Regions from separate parts of the Sus scrofa genome. Here region 2 is linked to region 1. Evidence: chromatin contacts called from public Hi-C data. All regions are on one chromosome and are shown on one strand. Each heading gives the region's core, a stretch centred on a gene start, on an enhancer-like site or on the middle of the called end of the contact. The rest is flanking DNA. Distances are from core to core; before and after follow the strand shown. Region 1 has its middle 82 kb from the start of NCR2. Region 2 has its middle 18 kb from the start of FOXP4.

Region 1 (3,688 bases), core at 975-3,474:
GGGGGAGAGGAGTGGGAGGGAAAGGTAGAAAAGGGTCTTCTAGGGTCTTGGAAGGACCCTTTTCTCTGAGTGACATGTGCAACCTTTAGAATTTTGAGCAGAAGAGGGATATGATCTTGGTTTTTAAAATATAACCCTGGTTGCTTTATTGAGAACAGACTGAGGGGGGCAAGGGCATGCAGACTGACAAGTTAGGAGGTGTTTCGAGACAATCCAGGCAAGAGAAGATGGTGGGTTGGGATTGGGGGGGGTAGTGGGAAGTGGTGAAGAGGAGCAGATTCTGGACACATTTTGAAGGCAAAATAAACAAGATTCGCTCAGGCATTTGGATGAATGATGATAGGAGAAGAGAGAGGTTGATAATAACTCCAAGATTTTCTTCTGGAGCAACTGGAAAGATGAAGTTGCCCTTTTCCGAGATAGAGTAGAGAAGCCAGAAAGGAGCAGGTCTGGGGGAAAAGATCAGCATTTCAAATTGGACAAGTTAGGTGTGAGAGGCCCGCTAAACGTTCAGGTGGGGACAGGAAACAGCATCGACAGGTCGGCAGGTCAGGAGAGAGGTTATGGTAGAGCTAAAAGAATAAAAACAAATCTCAAGCCTCTTGACTTTCCCATGGGTTGGAGACGTTAAATACCTGCGCTCAAAACCTAGAGCGCAAGAAGAGGAAATACGGTAACTCTGCGCGCACGCCCCCGGCCCCAGCAAAGCCAAAGCACAGAGCTGAAGCAGGTCGGGGAGAGGGGGCTGGCTATCCCGGGGCACTTGGGCGAGACCCGAGGCGGGGCAGGGCTCCGCATCAAGGGCAGAGCGGGGGCTGCTGTGGCTCGGGGGCGGATCTTCACCGAGGTCTGGGTTTCTTCTCTCGGCAACGGTCTTGACTCGTTTCCTTGAGTCACCGTCAGATATTTATTTAACCTCTTAGTTCAGCCTCCCTGGGGCCAGCAGGAGGGATGGAGGCAGGGCGGGGTGGGGGAGGGAGGCTGGCGGAGATGGGGAGCGAAAGCAGAAATACGTTTTCTTCCGTCTGCACAGGCTGCGGCGCCCTCTCTCACTCGTAGGGGTCCCACCCCGGGCCCCCAGACCTCCGGGGCTCAGCCAGTCCCTTGGATTCAGAATTCAGGAATCACGCTAGTCCACCCCCATTGATTTAAGAAACCTGGGGAAGGGTAACTCGTCCGAGGTCCTACAGTGAGTCTGAAGTGGTGCCAGGCTGCCAGTCTCTGGGGTTCCCCCATTCCTTGTCCACCAAATGAGCTCCTGATCCGGGCAGTGCCAGGACAGCCCACAGACCTGAGTTCTCAGCGGAACCCCAACGTTCAGCAGTGTCCTGACTGTAGGCTGGACCCTTCACCTCTGCGTGCCTCTGCTTCTGGGTCTGTACTAAAGAGAGTCATCACTCGTACCTCGCCTTCCTTGACTTGTTGAGGGACAAATAATTGTTTAAAAATACCAGCTGTCAATTGCCAAGTGAGGCTGGTACAGTCCCGGGTGCCTCGACAGGGCCTACTGTTCTCCGGCTTTGTACACCCCGCCGCCGGTCTAGCCGGTGAGGGTGGGGGCTAGAGGGAGGGGTGGGGAGAGGCCAGAACCCAGCCCTCAGGCTAGAAAGGAGCCCCCCCACTCCCCAAGCCACAGCCCCCGCGGCTGGCCCAGGGGTCAGTGCTGGGGGCACTGGGGGAGGGGAAACTAGGGGCGGGGGAGGGGGGAGCGGAAGTCCCCGCTCGAAGGCCCCATTCCCCTTCCCCCCGGCCGGCCCCGGGGCAGGTGAAGAGGGGACCGGGCTCCGCTCCAGGTGGCGGGGCAGCGGCGGGGGTGGGGAAAGGCAACAATAGCACTTTTATTTGGGACTGTTTGGTTCTGAGCGGGTGGGCGGAGGAGGAGGCGGCCGACGGGGCTGCGGGGGGAGAGGGGTGGTGAGCGGCATCTGGCGACACACCTGCTCCTGCTTAACCCTGTGCGTGCTGGGGCCGGGCGCTCGGCGAGGGAAGGCGGGCGGGCGGCAAGGACGAGCCCCCGGCGGGGAGTGCGCGGCTGCCTGGAAGGTCAGCCTCTCAGGGTCCCGGGCCAGGCCCAGCGGGAATGGGGACCCCTGGTGGGGCTGCGGGGAGATCCCCGTCCCTCGGGCTGGGCCCTCGACCCGCCTTGGCCTCTAGCGGCAGCCCCGCCGCTCCGGCGTCGGCCTCCAGCGCGCCAGCGCGGCTCGGGCGGGATTGGGAAGGCGAGGGCTGGCTCCAGGGCCTCGGCGCGGATTCCCCGCCGCCCTCGGGCCGTTCCGGGAAGCCGGCCTTCCGGAGGCGGCGCGGCGGCCACGGCCATGCCAAGGGCGCGGGGCGCGGGCCAGGCCCAGCGGGCGGGCGCCGGGCGGGGGAGCATCGGGCTGGGCGCGCCCTTTCGCGCTAAACACTTCCAGGCGCGGCGCTGCAGGTGAGCCGGGCGCCGGGCGCTCGCCACCCCGCCTGGGCCTCGCGGAAGCTCCCCACCCGCCCAAGCCCCGGCCGTCAAGCCCCGCGCTGCACCTGCCCGCGCGGGACCCCGGCCCGCCGGCGTACCCCCTTCCCACCTCCCAGCCCCGGGCTGGCGCGCTCGCCCGCCGCACAATCAGAGCTTGTTTGTGGGCGGAGGAGCCGCGCCGGGTGCGGCGGCCCCGCGCCAGCCCACTGATCCCATAAAATATTATTTGTGTTTAAAAATTCCAGTAATTGGCTATGCAGCCGCTTTTTCCGAGCCCTGTGCCAAGCTCAGTAAAATCGCAGTCCGGCTGGGGTTATTTTCATCATGCAAATTCCCATTTCTGTAAACAGGGTTAAAGCCCCTGGAAGAGGCCAGGCTGGAACCAGAGAAGAAAAGCAGAGGGTTGTGTTCTCTGGGAGTTGGTCAAACTAGGTCTCCATTCCTGCGGTGACCTGGGTAATTGGGGAGAGTTATTCAGATCTCAGTGGCTTTGCCTGGAGTACCAGTGACTGGACACTATTGGACAAAACCCCTGGTTTTCTTAACTTCCTTTTCCCTTTTCTCCTCTGAATCACTTACATCAAGTCATGGAATCATTCTTTTTTTCTTCTTCTTCTGTTTGATCGCAGGAGCAAACAGGCTCAGAGAGGGGAAGGGACTTGCCCAACGTCACAAAGCAAGTTTGTGCAAGAGCCCAGGCTAGCACACAGCTTGTCTGAGTGCCCAGCCACCAGGACCCCTGAGGGCTGGGAAGAGGAGGAGGCTGGTGCAGGTGCCAGTGCGGCCAGCACAGAGAGCCCCGGGGGCCTGGCTCCAGGATGCTGACTCTGGGTACAATAACTGGGGGAAGACTCCCTCCCTCTCCAAACACACACACTTCCCGTCCCTCAGGAGCTGGGAGCTGCTGGGAAGCTGGGAGCCCCAAGGAGAGCAGGAGGGGGATGGGGAGGGAGTCCCTGCCAGGGCCTTGGAAACCTCAGTAATGGACAGGGAAGCCTCTGCCTGGCCCCACCCACTGAGGACTGCTGTCTGAACTACACACGTGGGAAGAACAGATTTCTTAAACAGGTCCTGAAAGGGAGCCCAGATTCTGAAGGTGGAAGAATTGGGGCTCCGCAAAGAGTAAATAATAGCATGTTCTTGGTAGTATTGAATTATAATATATAATACATTATTGCTGTATTGTATTGATACTTACTGTGTGCCAGGCGGCACAATGTGTGTTGTTTAATCCCT
Region 2 (3,229 bases), core at 75-2,574, 110 kb after region 1:
GATTCCTGAAGCACCCCCAGCTCACGTGCCACAGAAGCATCCTGTCTGCCATCTCCACCTGCCTCTGGCGATTTGGGTCCGGAGAGCCTCTGGAGTCAATGTCTTCCCGCCCTCCTCTCATAGCTGGGTCCTGCCCTGATCATGGGCAGTCCTTGACAACCCCCGAGGTGCTCCTCATCTCTCCCCACCGCAACACACAGAGCCAGACCAGAGACGTTTGCGGGATGGAAGGCAGAGGGAGGATTTTATTCAGGTTTCCACGGGTCTCTGAGTGGGGCGCCGGCTGGTAGCACAGCCCTCCCCCTCGGATCTGGGGCCTTTCCTCATCCGGACTTCCCCCTCCCAGGCCAGATGCACATCTTTGCCACCGCCGCCGCAATCCCTCCGGTCCCTCCCCCCACTGTCCCCCGCCCTCAGGCAAAAGATGTTGAGTTTTGTTTACAATCTAATTTGTCCGGATAATTGCTTCTACTTTGCACTTCGCTTTGCCCGCGTGGATCCGGCTTTGGGCCTTTTTTTTTTTTTTTTTCCCCACTGGTTCGAAGAGCATTTTATGGGAAATTCCCCTTCCGGAGAGGGAGGCGGCGGCGCACCCGGGGTGACCGTTCACAAAGCCCAGAAGGAACCTCCCCACCTCCCCCACCCGGGGTTCAAAAGCCCACCCCCAGCCCCACGCAGTGGGGCACCGGAGGGAGAGGAGGAAGGACGGCGGCTCCGGGCTCTGGTCCCCGTCCCCCCACCCATAGCCACTCCCCGCGCCTGGCGCAGCCCGCCGGGAACCAATGAACCGTGTGGGAGCAGGGCTTGGCCGTACCTCCAGACTCCAGAGAAAGGCTGGGGTTTGCAAAACGCGCCCTGGGCTTCACCAGGTTAGGGTGAATCCCTGGAATCTCTCCGCCTCCCCCCCTTTCACAGGTCCGCAACCCTGCGTCTTCTCCCCAGATCCCCACTCTTCTTTCCCTAAAGTTTGGTCCACGTGGTCTCCTCTCGGTCAGGGCTGGGCGCCCGACAGGGAAAAAGTTGCTGCACCTGCTTTAGGCGAATTATGGTAGCGCTAGAAGTTGGTCTCCCCTCCCTCCGCCGCTCGCTCGCTCTCTCCTCCCTCCCTCTCCGCGCGCTCCCTCCTTCCCCTTCTCTCCTCCTCCCCCGCCCTCTCCCGCCCCGCCCGCGCGTCGCCCGCTCGCAGCCACTCGCTGCCCGGGCTCAGTCGCAGCCCCTCGGAGTCCGGAGCCGGCCGCCCCTGAGGACCGGACGGTGCGGCCGGCGGCCGGGACGGAGCCCCCAGCCCGCGAGGAGGGTGCGGCGCAGGCGGCGGCGGCGCCGCGGGGAGGAGCCCGGGCCGGAACCAGGGCTGGGCCGGGGGCGGGGACGCCGGGGTCCCGGAGCTCGGGCGCCGGAGCGAGCGAACTAGCGTCGCGGGAGGATCGGGAAGAAGGAGCACAGCCGGAGCGAGCTGAGCTGCCCCCAAAGTGCGATGCCCCGGCGGGGCTAGGGCGCGCGGCGGCCGGCCGGCGCGGCGCGGAGGGAGGACGCCCCGGAGCTGCGCGGCGCCGGGCGGCGCGGAGGGGCAGCCCCAGCGGGCGGCGGCGGCGGGCCCGGGCGGCGACCCGAGCGAGCCCCATGCCCCGCGCGGGCTGACGGGCCGGAGCCCGCACGGAGCGGCCGGGCCGGACAGGTAGGTGGCGGGCCGGAGCCCTGGGGACGCGGGTGGGGGCTGGGCCGGCGACCAGACCAACTCCCTCGCTCGCGCACTCTCTCGCCCGCTCACTGGCTCACTTTGTGTTTGCAAACTGCCCGCCGGAGAAGCGCCGGGCGCCGGGAGGAGCCGGGCCCAGGCCGGCGCACTTTGTTCCAGCCGGGGCCGGCTGCAGCGCCCTGACCCGGCGCAGCCGCGACACCTCGCCCCTGGCCCCGGGCCCCCGAGGCCCGGAGCTGCCTGGGGAACAGGTGGGGGTTACGGCGCGGCGGCGCGCGGCGGCGGCCGGGGGGGGGGCAGTTGAGGTCGGCGGGGGTGGGGGGGCTGGAAAAGCTACTGAGGCCCGCCCTCCCCCCAAGAATCTGGGCCCCGCCCCCTCCTGGCCTGCCCGCGGGGAATGGGGTGTTTGGGGGCGCGACACCAGCCCCCAGGCCCCGAGTCAGACAAAGAGTACTTCCCGGTCCGGACTTTCCTGAGCCGGGGAGGGAAGCGGTGAAGTGGGCTCCCCCAAACCCAGTCTGTCTAGGACTCCCCAAGACGCGCCGGAGGCAGATGGGGCGGGGGGGTGGGGGACCGCGCTGCTACCCGCCGCGTCGCCTTGGATGGGGAGGGCACTCGTTTTGCTGCGGTCTCATCCCGCAGGTTCGGGGCCAGTCAGCGCCTTTCCCCCATCACTCGGTCAGCTCGGAGATAGAGGGAAAACTTCTTGAGGACTTGAAAGCGTTTGGAAACGGCCCCTTGTGATTTCGTGCTGGAGGGTGGGGGCTGACCCGGCGGATATCCTTATTCACCCCGTTTGGGGAGAGCCTTGCCTCACCGCGTAGCGGGTAAAGAGAGGGCGGCAGCAGGGCTCGGAGGCCGCCTGGGAAGAGTGTCTCTGAGCGACCAAGCAGGACGCCCCCTCAGACTGCTGACTGTGGCATCTCCCCTGGACTGACCCCCCAGACACCTCTCTTTGACCGGTGGTCACCCCTTTGGCGCCCCAGCCTCGCGCTCCCCATCAACGCCAAACTAACTCGAGCTGAGCCCGGCTACAGCCCGAGGCACTAGAATGCGGGACGCCCTGAGCGACCTGGGATCCCGGCCTCCCGGGCAAAGGACCGTGTGATTTCGCGGGAGGCGGATTCTGAGTTAGAGGCCCTAACGTCTGTGGATTCCTTCTCCCCAAGTGGGGCGACCTTCTGGACCCATCGGCATCCCACTCGGACTCTGTAGTTGGGGGAAAGAGGATAGGGGAACGCAGAAACCCTGAGCCCAGAGAACACCCGGCTTGTCCCTTTGCACTGCCGGCCTCTCTTGCCAACCCTGCCTGGCCTTTTACGCTTCACTCCAGCGCCTGGGGTTTAAGGCGTCTGGAGATCACCGCGTGTCTGGGATCCCAGCACCAATTTCCCTGCTGGTTGACCTCCGAGGGGTCCACCAGGTGGGATGGCCCGAGGAGGAAACCCGAGTCTAAAACTATCATCCCAGTGGTTGCTGCGAAAGCCCAGGAACATTTTGGCCAAAGCGGGTTTTTCACTTGAACTTTAGTAT

Evidence for each region. Hi-C and Micro-C count contacts between places; a contact is called where the count stands out from the background.
Region 2: a Hi-C map of alveolar macrophages shows a contact between it and region 1, with 2.1 times the contacts expected there. The contact joins two enhancer-like sites. A contact is called at or near these places in 1 of 5 promoter capture datasets (fetal skeletal muscle), 8 of 47 Hi-C or Micro-C datasets (alveolar macrophages, embryonic fibroblasts, epiblast stem cells and 5 more) and 2 of 2 datasets of contacts at active chromatin or transcription factors (alveolar macrophages and skeletal muscle).

The regions. Positions count from the first base shown.
Region 1 is chr7:36,625,502-36,629,189 of Sscrofa11.1, forward strand. No RefSeq gene overlaps it. Among named protein-coding and RNA genes, the nearest start is that of NCR2, 82 kb to the left of the region's middle. Within about 2 kb of position 2,225, at least 38 of the 83 cell types and tissues checked have an H3K27ac peak or open chromatin away from gene starts, as enhancers often do. A contact at or near this core is called in alveolar macrophages, retroperitoneal adipose tissue, skeletal muscle and 1 more, where this site is marked.
Region 2 is chr7:36,741,172-36,744,400 of Sscrofa11.1, forward strand. No RefSeq gene overlaps it. Among named protein-coding and RNA genes, the nearest start is that of FOXP4, 18 kb to the right of the region's middle. Within about 2 kb of position 1,325, at least 59 of the 83 cell types and tissues checked have an H3K27ac peak or open chromatin away from gene starts, as enhancers often do. A contact at or near this core is called in alveolar macrophages, retroperitoneal adipose tissue, skeletal muscle and 1 more, where this site is marked.